2 separate regions of the Sus scrofa genome follow, and region 1 is linked to region 2. The links are chromatin contacts, called in public promoter capture Hi-C maps. All regions are on one chromosome and are shown on one strand. Each heading gives the region's core, a stretch centred on a gene start, on an enhancer-like site or on the middle of the called end of the contact. The rest is flanking DNA. Distances are from core to core; before and after follow the strand shown.

Region 1 (6,947 bases), core at 2,597-5,096, 84 kb after region 2:
AACAGCAAGAAATCAGAAATGATCCAATTTACTCCAGTAGAGAATTACTTAAAATAAATTATGGTACTGTCTGGGAGTTCCCTTCGTGGCTCAGTGGTTAATGAACCAACTAGGATCCATGAGGCATGGGTTTGGTCCCTGGCCTGGCTCAGTGGTTAAGGATCAGGCATTGCTGTGAGCTGTGGCGTAGGTTGCAGATGGGGTTCAGATCCTGAGTTGCTGTGGCTGTGGTGTAGGCTGGCAGCTGTAGCTCTGATTCAACCCCTAGTCTGGGAACTTACATATGCCTTGGGTATGGCCCTAAAAAATAAATAAATAATGGTACTGTCACACAATGGAATCTTCCTTAGCAATTGAACTTGCAGGAGTTCCCGTTGTGGTTCAGCAGTTAATGAACCCGACTAGCATCTGTGAAGACGTGGGTTCGATCCCTGGCCTCCCTCAGTGGGTTAAGGATCCGGTGTTGCTGTGAGCCAAGATGTAGGTTGCAGACGTGACTTGGATCTGGCATTGCTGTGGCTGTGGCATAGGCCAGCAGCTGTAGCTCGGATTAGACCCCTAGCCTGGGAACCTCCATATGCTGCGGGGGGTGGCCCTAAAAACCAAAAAAAAAAAAAAAAAAAAGAAAGAAAGAAAGAAAAGAAAATTAAGTTGCAGAAAATACATAATCTCTGGTGAAGATATATATATATATATATATATACACGTGTGTGTGTGTGTGTGTGTGTGTATATATATATACACATACTGTGAAGGAAAGAAAACAAGTTTCAAAATAGTATGTTTAATCTGATTTCATTTTTAAAAGCAGCAAATAACCTGAAAATGATCTATATTGATCATTTAAATATATTTTTATTTACATATATAATTTTTATTCATAGAAATACATTTGGAGCTCTGTGCAACACACTCATAAGAGGTTATCTTTGCCAGGATTAGGGAGGCTTTTTATTTCTGTAAATGTTTGAATTTTTGATGAACAGCATTGCCTTGGTGATAAGAAAAATATATAAATGAATGAGTACAGTCCTTTAAACAGTTAGAAATAAGACTTATAAAGAAGGAAACGAGTTCTCACTGTGGTGCCGGGTGTCAAGGATCTGACTGCAGCGGTTTGGGTTGGTGCGGAAGCGAGGGTTTGATCCCTGGCCCCGTGTAGTGGGTTAAGGATCTGGCGTTGCTATAGCTGCAGCTCGGATTTGATCCCTGGCCTGTGAACTTCCATAAGCTGTGGGTGTGGCCAAAAAAAAAAAGAAAGAAAGAAAGAAAAAAATGAAAGTCCCTTCTAATCTTGCCAGAATGTACCACTGTGGGCCTCCTTCCAGCCTTTTTTCTATGCTTAGAAAGATGGGACCAGAGGATGGCAAACAACATAGACTTCGTGTTGCATCTGTCCTCAGAGCCCAGCGACTCTTGGCAAGTTACTGAATCTTTCTAAACTTCATTGTCCTTATCTGCAGAATGGGGGTGATCATTGTCCCTGCCTCAGGGGTCATAGATGTAAATGATATGCATAGGAATAGATATGCTGATGAGATGCAAAATGACATGCGTAAGCCTCTTGACATAGTGCTGTATACTTGATAAGTTCTCAGTAAATATTGGTTTTTATTAGAGCAACTTATTTTTTTTTTAAAAGTTGTGGTTGTAGGATATATATAGATAGTTGACCAATCAGCTTAAAAAAAAAATGGGATACTATCAGAACCTTTTCCCCATATCCTTAAGTATTCCTCAGAAACATGAATGTTTAATGTTTTTCTCATATTCCATCACATGCACAAACCATAATTTACTATGAAACCCCCAAAGTTGGATAGTTAGACCTCTTGTGAGGTTTCTCATATTATGCTCTAATAAGTCTAGTGACAGGCACACTTGTTCATGGGTCTGTCTGCAATCACGCCTTTAAGAGGGATCCACAGAAGCAGGATTGTTGGGTGTGTGCAACGTTTCAGGTGGTGTTGATACCAGCGTCCAGTGTGCCCTTCCTGCTGGATGCACCAGTTTACACCCCCACCCCCTGCCCCAGCTGAGTGTGAAGTTCTCTCACCACATCCTGGACCCCAGGGGATTTTACTTAAAAAAGAAAAAACAAAAACAAAGCCCCACCATCCCCCCATCAAACTTTGCCATATACATTTCAGCTTATTGAACCATAAAAGGGCTGTATGCTCTCCATCAAAAACGCTTTCTAGGAGGAGTTCCTGTCCTGGCTCAGTGGTTATAACGAATCTGACTAGTATCCATACGGATGTGTGTTCAATCCCTGGCCTCGCTCAGCGGGTTAAAGATCCAGCATTGTTGTGAGCTGCGGTGTAGGTTGGAGACATGGCTCAGATCCCGTGTTGCTGTGGCTGTGGTGTAGGCCGGCGGCCACAGCTCCTATTGGACCCCTCGCCTGGGAACCTCCATGTGCCGAGGGTGCGGCTGTAAAAAGAAATGTCAAAACAGATACAATTGGAATTCATACTGTGCATGTTTGCCAGCCCTGCCGCGGGGACAGCATGTTATGGACAAAATTCCAAGTTAGTATGCACACGGCAAGCTCGTTTTTTTAAGGGCTGCATATTACCTCATGGTTGGGGTGAGCCCAAATTTATAGAACTGTCCCCAACCAGGCTCCAACCTGGGTTCTTTCCGATTTTCCACTCTTTTGAATAATGCTTTCAGGAGCTTCCGTGTATGTGAGAAATCTGGTTTGGGGGCATCTGCTTCCAGAGGGAGAACTGTCGTCAAACATGTTTTTTAGGCATTCCCATCATAGCTCAGTGGTTAATGGACCTGACTGGGATCCATGAGGATGCAGGTTCAATCCCTGGCCTCGCTCAGTGGGTTAAGAATTCGGCCTTGCTGTGAGCTGCGGTGTAGGTCGCAGACGGTGGCTTGGATCTGTTGTGGCTGCGGCTCTGGTGTAGGCTGGCAGCTGTAGCTCTGTTTCGACTCCTAGCCTGGGAACCTCCATGTGCTGCAGGTACAAGCATAAATAGACAAAACAAACAAACAAAAACATGTTCCTTAAAACCCAGGTTTGTCATTTTTTCCTGTCCATGCACTTGTTCCGTTGCTCATTTGATTGGCCTGCTGAGTCCTTCACGTGGCAGATGTGATGCTGGGATACAGCTCTGGACAAAGCAGCCAAGATCTCTTTCCTTGTGGAAATGATAGTTTACGGAGTCCCCACCACCTGCTGCCCTTGTCCTGATTCTCTTTGTAAAGGAGGAGAAGGGGAGTGGGGAATGTTTTCAATGGGAGATTCAGCCCGAAGAAAATCCCCTTTGAGGAGTTTCCATTGTGGTTTAGCCCCTTAAGAACTCAACTAGTATCCATGAACATGTGGGTTTGATCCCTGGCCTCTATCAGTGTATTAAGTATCTGGTGTGGCTGTGGCTGTGGTGTAGACCTGCAGCTGCAGCTCTGCGATTCGACCCCTAGCCTGGGAACCTCCATGTGCCACAGGTTTGGCCCGAAAAAAAAAAGAAAAAAAGAAAATGCTTTCGAATTGGCCCAGGGTGGGCAGCTACCTCTCAGGGGACACAGCTTATAAACGCCATTCAGGGACCACATGGCAGGGGCCACCCCTGCCCAGGGATGGCCGGATGTTCCAGGTTCCAGGGCTGCAGGGAGGGGCTGCCCCGCCCTCCTGGCCCGGCCCCAGAAGAGGAAGTAGCAGCCACCCAAAAGCTGGCAGGCCCTTGCTTCAGGGAGGGCCCTGGGGACCAACTGTGTGTCATTTTGAAACTTGGTGGTTTCTGCTTTTCCCCTCCCTTCTCCGGAAGGGGCCAGAGGGCACTGTGGTGGCGGAATGGCCAGCTCCAGCCTCCCTCCTAGAAGTCTCAGCCTGGGTCTCAGAGGCTGTTAGTCTCCTGCGAAGATTTCCTGGCTCGGTGTGCCAGGCATTGTCGGGTTTGCAGGGGAGCCAGGCCCACGTGGGCCTGGCAGGAAGGAGGTGAGCCCGGTCCCCCATTCTTGCCCAGGAGCCCAGAAGGCTGGTCACTTACTCAGGCCACCCAGGCAGGCAGCAGCAGAGCCCAGCCACTCACCTGGCTTTCCTGGGTTTTACCTCTCGCCCTGCAGGAGCTGCTGCTCCCACCCTGCAAGGCCACACTCCCCACCCGCAAGAGCCAGCCTGTCCCAGGAACCCTGTCATCAGCTGACAGAGTGGCTCTTGTCTGGTTTTCATGGACCAAGGCTCAGAGACTGGGTTTCCTGACCACTCCCAGCAGGGGGTCTCAGCACAGCTTCCTCCTTATTTCAGACTGAGGATCTCAAGGGCGACAGCTCAGGTCCTGCGTAGATAATTCGAGCCTTTACCGAGAGCCGGGCTTGGAGCTGCGTGCTTTATGTGTGACATTGAATCCCCATGCCACCCTACAAAGTAGTTCTCCAGGCGCACCATCCCTGTGCGACAGGCAGGGAAATTGAGGGGCAGAGGTTTGGTGCCAATTCTGACCCCGCCTGGCTCCCCCCTCCCCTCGCCCCGATGCAGATCCACCTGCTTCCAGCCGAGCTGCTCTGCCCCTCCTGGGTCCTCCAGCCAGCTTGTTTCCTCTGCCTGGAAATATCTTCCCCTAGACCTTGCCCTCCTGTCTAAAACAGCCATCCACCCACCCAGCGCTCTGTCCTTTTGTCCTGCCTTAGCCCTGCGTGGCCCTTCTCATCACCAGGAATCATGTGCTGTTAGGGCCTGTTCCTACCCCCAGAACAAGCCCCACAAGGGTGAGGACTTTGGGTCCTCTCTGTGCCTGAAACAGTGCCTGGCACAGAATACTTGGTCAGTGAGGGAGTTCTCCTGTAGTGCAGTGTGCGAAGGGTCCGGCATTGTCGTTGCTGTGGCGCAAGTTCGATCCTTGGCCCCGGGAATTTCTGCGTGCGATGGTGTGGCCAAAAAAAAAATGGAATAAAATACTTCAAAACTTTAAAAGCTATAAAAGATTCCATCCTAAGTGTGTGCATCACACTCTTCAGTTGGTCACACTCTATTTTCTTACTTCTCCCAATTACCTAGTTCATCTTGCTCTGTGTGTATATATTTGATCTGCCATCCTAAATCCTTCTTGGAAAAGAGAGGATATATTATATATTACATATAAGAAGTTATAAATCACTCCCCAAGCAATTATGGTCATTTTATTTTACTTTTTTGTCTTTTTTGGCTTTTCAGGGCCACACCTGCGGCATATGGAGGTTCCCAGGCTATGGGACGAATCAGAGCTGTAGCCTCCGGCCTACACCAGAGCCACAGCAACGCGGGATCCGAGCCGCATCTGCAACCTACACCACAGCTCATGGCAACACCAGATCTTTAAACCACTGAGCAAGGCCAGGGATCAAACCTGCAACCTCATGGTTCCTAGTTGGATTTGTTTCTGTTGCACCACGACGGGAACTCCAATTATGGTCATTTAAATTTGTCTTTATTGTAATGGCATTTCAATGAACAACTTTATACATACATACATATATATAAATTATTATATATATAATTCTCATACATTACACACACACACACACACATACACACACATACACATATATTTTTGCCATGCCTGTGGCATGCAGAAGTACCCAGGCCAGGGATCAAACCTGAGCCACAGCAGTGATGACAAATCCTTAACTTCCAGGCTGCCAGGGAATTCAGTGCATATTTTTTTTAATATATATTTAAGATTATTTCATTAAGGCCGATTCCTAGATTTAGGTATTTTTACGGTTCTTACTTTTTCTCACCAAGCTGCTTTTCTTGGCTCTTCACTTTATATTCTCATTAGCAAATAGGAAAGTGCATGTCTGAATACACTCTTAAAGTGGTGAATATATATATATTTTTTTGTCTGTACCCACAGCATATGGAGGTTCCCAGGTAGGGGTCAAATTGGAGCTGCAGCTGCTGGCCTACACTACAGCCACAGCAACTTGGGATCCGAGCTGAGTCTGTGACCCACACCACAGCTCCCAGCAACGCTGGATCTTTAACCCACTGAGCGAGGCCAGGGATCGAACCCGCATCCTCATGGATGCTAGTGGGGTTCATTAACCGCTGAGCCATGACGGGAACTCCGGTAAATATTATTTTTTAATGATCAGTAATTGCTAAGTAGAAAATGGTATCTGGTAGTTGATTTGAAACCTGAACCTCTGAGTCCACACCCCGGGGCTGTGGGTGGAGGAATGTCCATCGAATACTCTATCTGAGATTCCTGTCTTGCAGCTGACTTTGGTGTGTCTGCCAAGAATCTGAAAACTCTGCAGAAACGAGATTCCTTCATAGGAACGCCTTACTGGTGAGTCGTGGAGCTTCTGGGAATGGAATGGTGGCCAGAACTTCCACCTCCAACTCCCCACGGTGACCTCTGGCTGGTCTGGAGGACAGAGGACAGGAGGCAGGGGCTTCCGTGTCAGCCCGCTGGGTCTGAGTCCAGAGGCCCCTTGACTAGTTGCTGAGACCTCGGCCCCCTTGCTCAGCCTGGGCTTGTGTGCCTCAGTTTATTCATCTGTAAAATCCAGGGTACAGTTGCGCTCACATGGTGGATTATTGTGAGGCTTCAATGGGCTGATGCATATAGAAAATGCCCCATTAATAACGACTGAGCTCACACCTCCAAAAAAGCGTTCTTGATTAATTCATGGGTTGTGTGCCAGGCACGGAGCTGGGGCTGTGAAAATGAACAGTCCAAGTTCAGCTCCTACCCTCTTGGGAGGTCTTCCCAGACTTCTTCAGTCCGTTGTGTTTTCTTCTTTTCCAAAACTATTACTTTTTTTTTTTTTTTAAACCTCTTTCAGTTTCATATCTATCTACTTTCTGTTTTTCATCTGCACTAATTATTTCCCATTGTGGAGTTAGTCTCTTTTCTTGCTTGCTTATCGCTTACTCTTTCTTTCTCTCTCTGCCCTTTTTATTCCTCTTTGTCCCCATCTCTCCCATCCCTTCTCTGTGCTGTCGT
Region 2 (7,021 bases), core at 2,652-5,151:
GCTAGATGAGAAAACTCATTGATTAATCATCTGATTCACTTATCATGTGATAAATGCAGAGGAAATATTTGATAAAGTTCTAGAGCCATGAGAAAAAGTTATTCTCAAATTAGGAAGAGCAGGAAACTTTGTTTGAAGCTCATTTGCTACAATCTTTGGTAAATATACTTAAAGGAGATACTTTAAGCCCTTTCCATTAAATACTGGACCAAGACAAGAACTTGCATTTTTACTGTTACTGTTTTAATGTAAAGCTCAAGACTCTAGCAAATGCTCCTGGAAAGGAGAAGAAATAAGAAAGGTTAAGTGGTGGTGTTGCCGAAGCTGTGACACCTCCGGACTGAGGGGCGTTCTCCTGGCCATCTTGCAGGGCAGGTTAGAAGTCCGGCCCTAGGAAGCACCCTTGGCCAAGGACAAATGGGTTTAAAGAAAAATTCCCCAATGTCCTTGACGCTCAGAGAGGCTGAGTCGGAAGTGTGTTGCAGCCTTGACGCCTGGAATTCCCTAGTGGGATTAAACCCCAGTTGACCCAGCGGTTAAGGACAACAAGGTACACGTTTCCTGGCTTCAAACCTCTCCTCTCTTGATTCCCCACTCCCTCCAGGCATCACAGCCCAGATAAAGTGCTTACATTCAGATCCTTATTTCTGGGGAAATCCAATCTAAGAAGCTGGTCAAATGCGTTCTCTGTGACTGTTGAGACTATGCGATTTTCTTCTTTACTTTGTCAATGAGGCATCTTTTTTTTTTTTTTTTTTTTTTTTTTAACAGCCGCACCTGGGGCTTATGGGGCATATGGAAGTTCTCCGGCTAGAAGTCAGACTGGAGCTACAGCTGCTGGCCTCCACACAGCCACAGCAACCTGATCTGAACCACGCCTGTGACCTCCTCCACAGCTTGCAGCAACACCGGATCCTCAACCCACTGAGCAAGGCCAGGGATCAAACCTGCATCCTCACAGAGACAACATCGGGTCCTTAACCCATGGAGCCACGATGGGAACTCCCAGTGTCTTACTTTAATAGCTTTTAGTCCTGGGTAGAACCATTCTTTTATTCCGGGATAAACTTTTCTTGGTCATGATGTTTTTATTCAACTTGGTTTTCATCTTACCAGTATTTTCCCCCCATCTATTTCCTATGCGAAATAGCTTCAATTTTCTTTTATTATCCCTACCTAGGGTAGCAAACCTCATAAAAATGAGTATATTTCCCTTTTTTCTATCTTCCTAAAGAATTTATACAGGGTGTTCCCATTGTGGCTCAGTGGTAATAAACCTGACTAGTATCCATGAGAATGCGGGTTCAATTCCTGGCCTTGCTCGGTGGGTTAAGGATCTGGCATTGCTGTGAGCTGTGGTGCAGGTTGAAGATTTGGCTCAGATCTAGCGTTGCTGTGGCTGTGGTGTAGGCCGGGTGTGGCCCTAAAAAGCAAAAAAAAAAAAAAAAGAATTTATGCAAAGGGAGAAATTATTTGTAAAACCACATAACAAGATGTCCATTCAGTGGGGGCACACTTCAGATTTTTGATTTATTTCTTTATCGGTTATTAGCTTATTTGGGCTTTTTTTTCTTATTGACATTATGTATCTTTTACATATCATTTATCATGTGTATGTTTATATATCATTTGTTTATAAAATGTATATTTTCTTTTACATGATTACCCTTTTGATATAGATTAAAATGTATTCACATAAAAATGTTTAAAATATCATTTTATGATTTCAAAATCTCTATGGGACTGAATATTATGCCCTCCTTTTCATTTTCACTGTCTTGGTGAATATTTTTTCTTTCTGCAACTTTCTTTTTTCTTTCTTTGACCAGCCTTGTCTATTGCAGAGATAGAGCTGTGGTTTTGTTGCATCCCTCTGTTTGATTTCTTACAACTTTACTTAGGAATAGTTTGCATATCATAAAATTCATCCATTTCAAGTGTACAATTCAGTGATAAAATTTTTTAGTCAATTTGCCAGGTTATCACATCCTCACCATAATAATCCAGTTTTAGAACATTTTCATCGCCCCAATAAGACTCCTCATGTCCATTTCAACCCAGCCCGTGGCAACTGTTAATCTACTTTTATTCCCTAAGGAGGTGCCTTTTTTAGGCATTTCATATAAATGGAATCATAGGACGTGTGGTCTTTTGTGTCTGGCTTCTTTCCCTTATAACATTTTTGAGTGACGCTCTCCATTTCTGATTCTCTTTTCATTTTTTCTGGTGCTGTTGTAGAGCCAGTCTCACAGAGTCCTGTGTGGCTGTGCCCAGCCTGGGATGAACTGGCCGGGGACTTCTAGTCCTTCCTGACTGCCCTGTGCTAAATGCCTCCACTTCCCAGTGGGAAAGCCTCCCAGTGGTCCCCCTTCTCTTGTCATAGTGTTGGTCAAATAGACTGAAACTAATGAAAAGGCTGCCTTCCAGCCTGTTGTGGGAGGTTTAGATGTGGGCTTAGTCAATGAGGGCTCAGTCTTGGGCTGTGTTTTCTTCTTTTAGTGAGAAAGACCCTCTACAATTGCAACCACTCATTGAGTTGTGGGGACATTTCAAAATGCTTGGCAACTTTTGCTCAGGGTGCCCTTCTTACAGACCACCACCAGCACCCCAGCCTTCTGTGGTTGGCTTTCTACATTTGGAACTGTAATTGGTGTTTGCATACGGCTCAGGGAGGGCTGAAAATATCTCCACACTGATGGTTCTCCACAGGGATGGGGACAATTGGGGTATGACTTTCACTCAGATTGCATTTGCTTATGAGGGAGAGTTACCATAAGAAGATTTACAGGCTGCCCAACCCTCCGGACTTGCTACTTGGAACCTACTTAGCAGATTTAGATAAAAGTATAACCGTCCTAGGGAGTTTCCTTTGTGGTTTAGCAGAAAAAACGAAACTGATAGTAACCCCGAAGAGGCGGGTTCAATCCTTAGTCTCACTCCATGGGTTAAGGATCCAGTGTTTAGGCGAGGTGCTATGGTGTAGGTCGCAGAGGAGGCTCGCATCTGGCGTGGCTGTGGCGTAGACCCGCCGCTGTAGCTCTGATGAGACCCCTAGCCTGGGAACATCCGTATGCCACACCTGCGGCCCTTAAATACATACATACATACATACATAAAAGTATAACTGTCCTAGAGACAATAGTGGCAGGTGAAAACGACCAGGATCGAAGATGATGGTGGTCAAAAGATTTCGGTTCTACGTACGGGGAGCTTACTTAGAAAAATTGGGAAATTAAGAAACGTTTTACTTAATATGCAAATATATCTGAAGATCCCTTATGAAGCATGTGATAAACTCTCAAGGAGCTCTTCTCCTAGCCCAGCAACCCTGGCCGGTGGATCACCATGGGGCAGAGCCCCTGGGAAGCAGGAAACCAGCCTGGGCCTCCAGGGACTCACCCACGGCCGCAAGGGCGCAGCATTTTCCTCGCTAGGAGGCAGCATCGCGCCGAGGAACCGGCACCGGATCCACCAGCAGGATATGTAGCCCCGGACCGGTGCCCTTCCCGCCTGGCGCTCCCAGCTGAAAAGTGGGCGCGAGCAGAGCAGCCTAGCGGGATGGTTACCCGGCGGGTTAAATGATTAATGCCAGTTCGCCTTCTTGGTCTTTGGACAACAATCAGTGGGCACTCGTGACAAGCCAATTCGCTTCCCCTCCTGCTCCCGCAGAAATTTGGGGAGCCATAAGAGGCGGCGGGTCTCCCAGACCCGGAGGGGTCCCGGCTGAAGGGTTTCCTCAACTCCCCAAAGCCTGGTCGGTGGCTCGCCAGCTCGCGGCGCGCGGGGGGAACTACAGTTTCCAGAGTGCCCTGCGGCGATGGGCGGAGCCCGGCAGCGCCCGCAGCCAATTAGGGGGTCTCTGGGCGCTGCCGAAGAGCTGCAGGTGGAGCCGGGCAGGAGGGCGGGCGCGGGGCCGGGTACCCGGAACGCGTCCCGGGGCTGGCGGGTTGGGCGGGGGCGCGGCGCGAGCCGGGCAGGCATCGGGAGGCAGCCCGGGGACAGGACCGAGCGGGGGCGGGGACCACAGCCGCCTGCGCGGTTCCGGGTGCTCCCGCGGCGCTGAGCCCTGGGCGCACTTGACCCGTGTCCGGCTGCGGGGAAGGGCGGGTCTGGGGAGAACCCCAAGCGCCGCGGCGTCTCTCCAGCCCTTCCTCTTCGCGGCCGCCGGAGCCACAGCCCGAGCCCGAGCCGGCGCCACCTCGCCCCCCGGCTCGCGTGCCCCTAGCCATGGCTTTCGCCAATTTCCGCCGCATCTTGCGCTTGTCTACCTTCGAAAAGAGAAAGTCCCGCGAATACGAGCACGTCCGCCGGGACTTGGATCCCAACGAGGTGTGGGAGATCGTGGGCGAGTTGGGCGACGGTGCCTTCGGCAAAGTTTACAAGGTGAGGGCGCTGGGGTGTGGGTGGTTCGGGGCTCGCGGAGCGGTTCCGGAAGGAAGGGGCGCTGGCCCTGGTTAGTCTCGCTCACCGCTCGGGAGAGCGCAGAGGGGCTGCTTGGCCCTGAACTCAGGTTCTTGTCCTGGTGACCCTTGTTCTTTGGGGGAGGGGGTGCCCACGCTCAGCCCGACTGAGTCTCTGCGCACCCAACTCCCTCTCTGGGCAAGGCTGCTGCCCCGGGGCTAAGTTTCTGAGCACTTCCTGTGCGCCCCGCACGGCTCTCGGCTCTCGGCGCCGCAGGGGGAGACAAAGGGGCGCTTATAAGACTTTAGCATCCTCAGATGAGGCATCTGCGCTAAAGCTGGGATACTAGGTATACTTTTTAAGGGACGCCACCCAGAAGCTGTGAGAATGCCGAGGCGATGGGGACGGAGAAACACAGCTGCAGCTGAAAGGGTTGTGACCGGTGAAGTTGGGTAGGCACCTGAAGAGAAGCCAGAGATGCGAGATAGGAAATCGCGGTGGGGGGTGGGGGGAGGTGTAGAGTTCGAGGTTAGGCTTGGAAATGTGGACTGGGGCCGGCAGAGGGGTAGGTCAGGGCCTCGTGAATCCGGCGCTTGGGGGATCAGATTTGATTCTGTAGATGAGTCACAGCTGGGGAGTCTCCCAGGCTGCAGTCACCTTCCCTTAGGGGAATAAGAAGCGAGAGAGCTTTTGTGGAGGGGTGGGTGGGGGCAGAGCTGATTAATTCTAGACACGTTTGCCGCAGGTCATTGCCTGGTTCCCGGTGCTGTGAACAAATTCTGAGTTGCTGAGTCGCGTTAGGGACCCAAACACTTAGGACTTGACTCCACCCTTTCCCTGATTTCCTTTCGCCCAGGAAACCCTATGCTGAAAGAGACCCACATGTTAAAGCTGGTGGTACCTCCAGGAAGGCATCCCCTTCCCAAGTTACCATCCCCAAGCTGCAGGAAGGAAGGGCTCCTGTAGTTTGCAGGCCACTCTGACCCCAGGAATGTCTTTTGAGGAGGCTGGATCCCAGAGACGGTTTCTGTAGGCGCTCTGGTCAAGACTTGCTCTCTTTGCCTTGACAGTGGTGGAGCCTCGTTACCCAAGTGTAGTCGGGGAAGGAGTAGCATGAGCATCACCTGGAAGCTTGGAAGTGCGTTAGAAATGCAGAATCTCAGGCCCTACCCCTGACCTCCTAACGTAGGGTCTGCATTTTGACAAGATCCCTAGGCAATTGCTAAGCCCTTGAAGTTGGAGAAACACCGCTCTAGAGGCAATTTTGAGGCCACCCAAGGCCCCTCCGGGTGTTAGTTTTGTTACCTTACCACCTCTGAGCCAGCACTTCCTGTTGCAGGGCGGAACCATCACTGGAGCAAAGGTTCTGCGGTTGCAGAGGCCTCTGTGACACTCACAGCCGAGGCTCTTCACTGCCTTGATTTGCTGCTCTTTGCTGCCTGAGGGATCTGCACGTAATCGAGGGCAGCCAGCACTCCCGCATCTTTTCTCAGAGCTGCTGTCCTCGGCCTCATGGCTCCCCCCTCCCCTTCCCTCCCCCCACTCCTGCCGGTGTCCTTGAACGGAGCCTGCTCTTCCAGGTGTGCTCCGACCACCATGAGTGCAGCCAGACCCTTGGTCAGCTCCAAACATCCTCTCCTCTCTCCAGAAGGTTCAGTTGGTGTCTTTCTTTCTTTCTTTTTTTCTTCTTTTTTGGCCCCTCCGTGGCATATGGAGTTCCCAGGCCAGGGATCACATCTGAGCCAGTTTCAGCCTCTGCTGCAGCTGCGGCCATGCTAGATCCTTAACCCACTGGTCGGGGCATCAAAACCAGAGACGCCGCCGATTCTGTTGTGCCCCAGCGGAAACTCCTCAGTTGGTGTTTTTAGTACATGCTGTTGGCTCTCATTGGTGTTTGTTCTGTTAGGGGCTGGCTTTCCATTACAGTCTCGTCCCTGTCCCCTAACGAATCCTGGCTTCATATGGTGCATTTTCTTTGCAACCTAAATGCAGAACTTTGTTTCGAGGCTGGTAAGATTTCTCCATGTCAGTTTCGGTTGTCCTTTCTGTCTGCGTTAGTGGTCACACTCCCCTGTTACTCTGAAAGTTTCCTACAAAGGAGCCCTTCTGGTCCACAAGTTATTTTGTCTCCTCCTGCTTCTCCAGAGCACGTGGACCCTTTGAAGAGTGAGTCTAGCGCTCAGAGTCGAGAGCTGGCTGCACTGCAGCTCCCTCCCCACCACCTCCCAACCCAAGATTTTCACCTAATTATGTTCAGGAAAAGCTAGACCGGGAGAGCTGTGTGATGGCTGATATACCTGAACAATTTATGATGTTACCTGGCTGGCCTTAGTGTGTGACCCTCTGATCTAGCCCAGCCTCATGTTATGTGTAAGAGTATGGGGACCCAAGGAAAGGAAGGGACTAGAATCCAAGGCTCTGGATTTAGTTACCAGCCAAGGAAAACCGGTCTTGGATCAGAAGTCCCTGTGACCTGTGTCTCCCACCCTGGAGAAGTGGTGCTTACTCAGCCCCTCTCCCCCGCCTTTTTTTTTGCTTTTTAGAGCCGCACCCATGACATATGGAGGTTCCCAGGCTAGGGGTCGAATCGGGGCTACAGCTGCCAGCCTACACCACAGCC

What was found. Promoter capture Hi-C pulls out the DNA fragments that hold promoters and counts their contacts.
Region 1: a contact with region 2 is called in a promoter capture Hi-C map of liver, with 13 times the contacts expected there. The contact joins the enhancer-like site here to the promoter of STK10 in region 2. A contact is called at or near these places in 5 of 5 promoter capture datasets (fetal liver, fetal skeletal muscle, liver and 1 more), 35 of 47 Hi-C or Micro-C datasets (adipose tissue, alveolar macrophages, blood and 17 more) and 2 of 2 datasets of contacts at active chromatin or transcription factors (alveolar macrophages and skeletal muscle).

The regions. Positions count from the first base shown.
Region 1 is chr16:52,084,250-52,091,196 of Sscrofa11.1, forward strand. STK10 (serine/threonine-protein kinase 10) reads left to right here. Exons shown (of 19, transcript XM_021077114.1): 5 at 6,215-6,287. Among named protein-coding and RNA genes, the nearest start is that of STK10, 84 kb to the left of the region's middle. Within about 2 kb of position 3,847, at least 21 of the 83 cell types and tissues checked have an H3K27ac peak or open chromatin away from gene starts, as enhancers often do. A contact at or near this core is called in adipose tissue, alveolar macrophages, fetal liver and 4 more, where this site is marked.
Region 2 is chr16:51,999,867-52,006,887 of Sscrofa11.1, forward strand. STK10 (serine/threonine-protein kinase 10) reads left to right here and starts at 3,902. Exons shown (of 19, transcript XM_021077114.1): 1 at 3,902-4,383. The coding sequence starts at 4,228.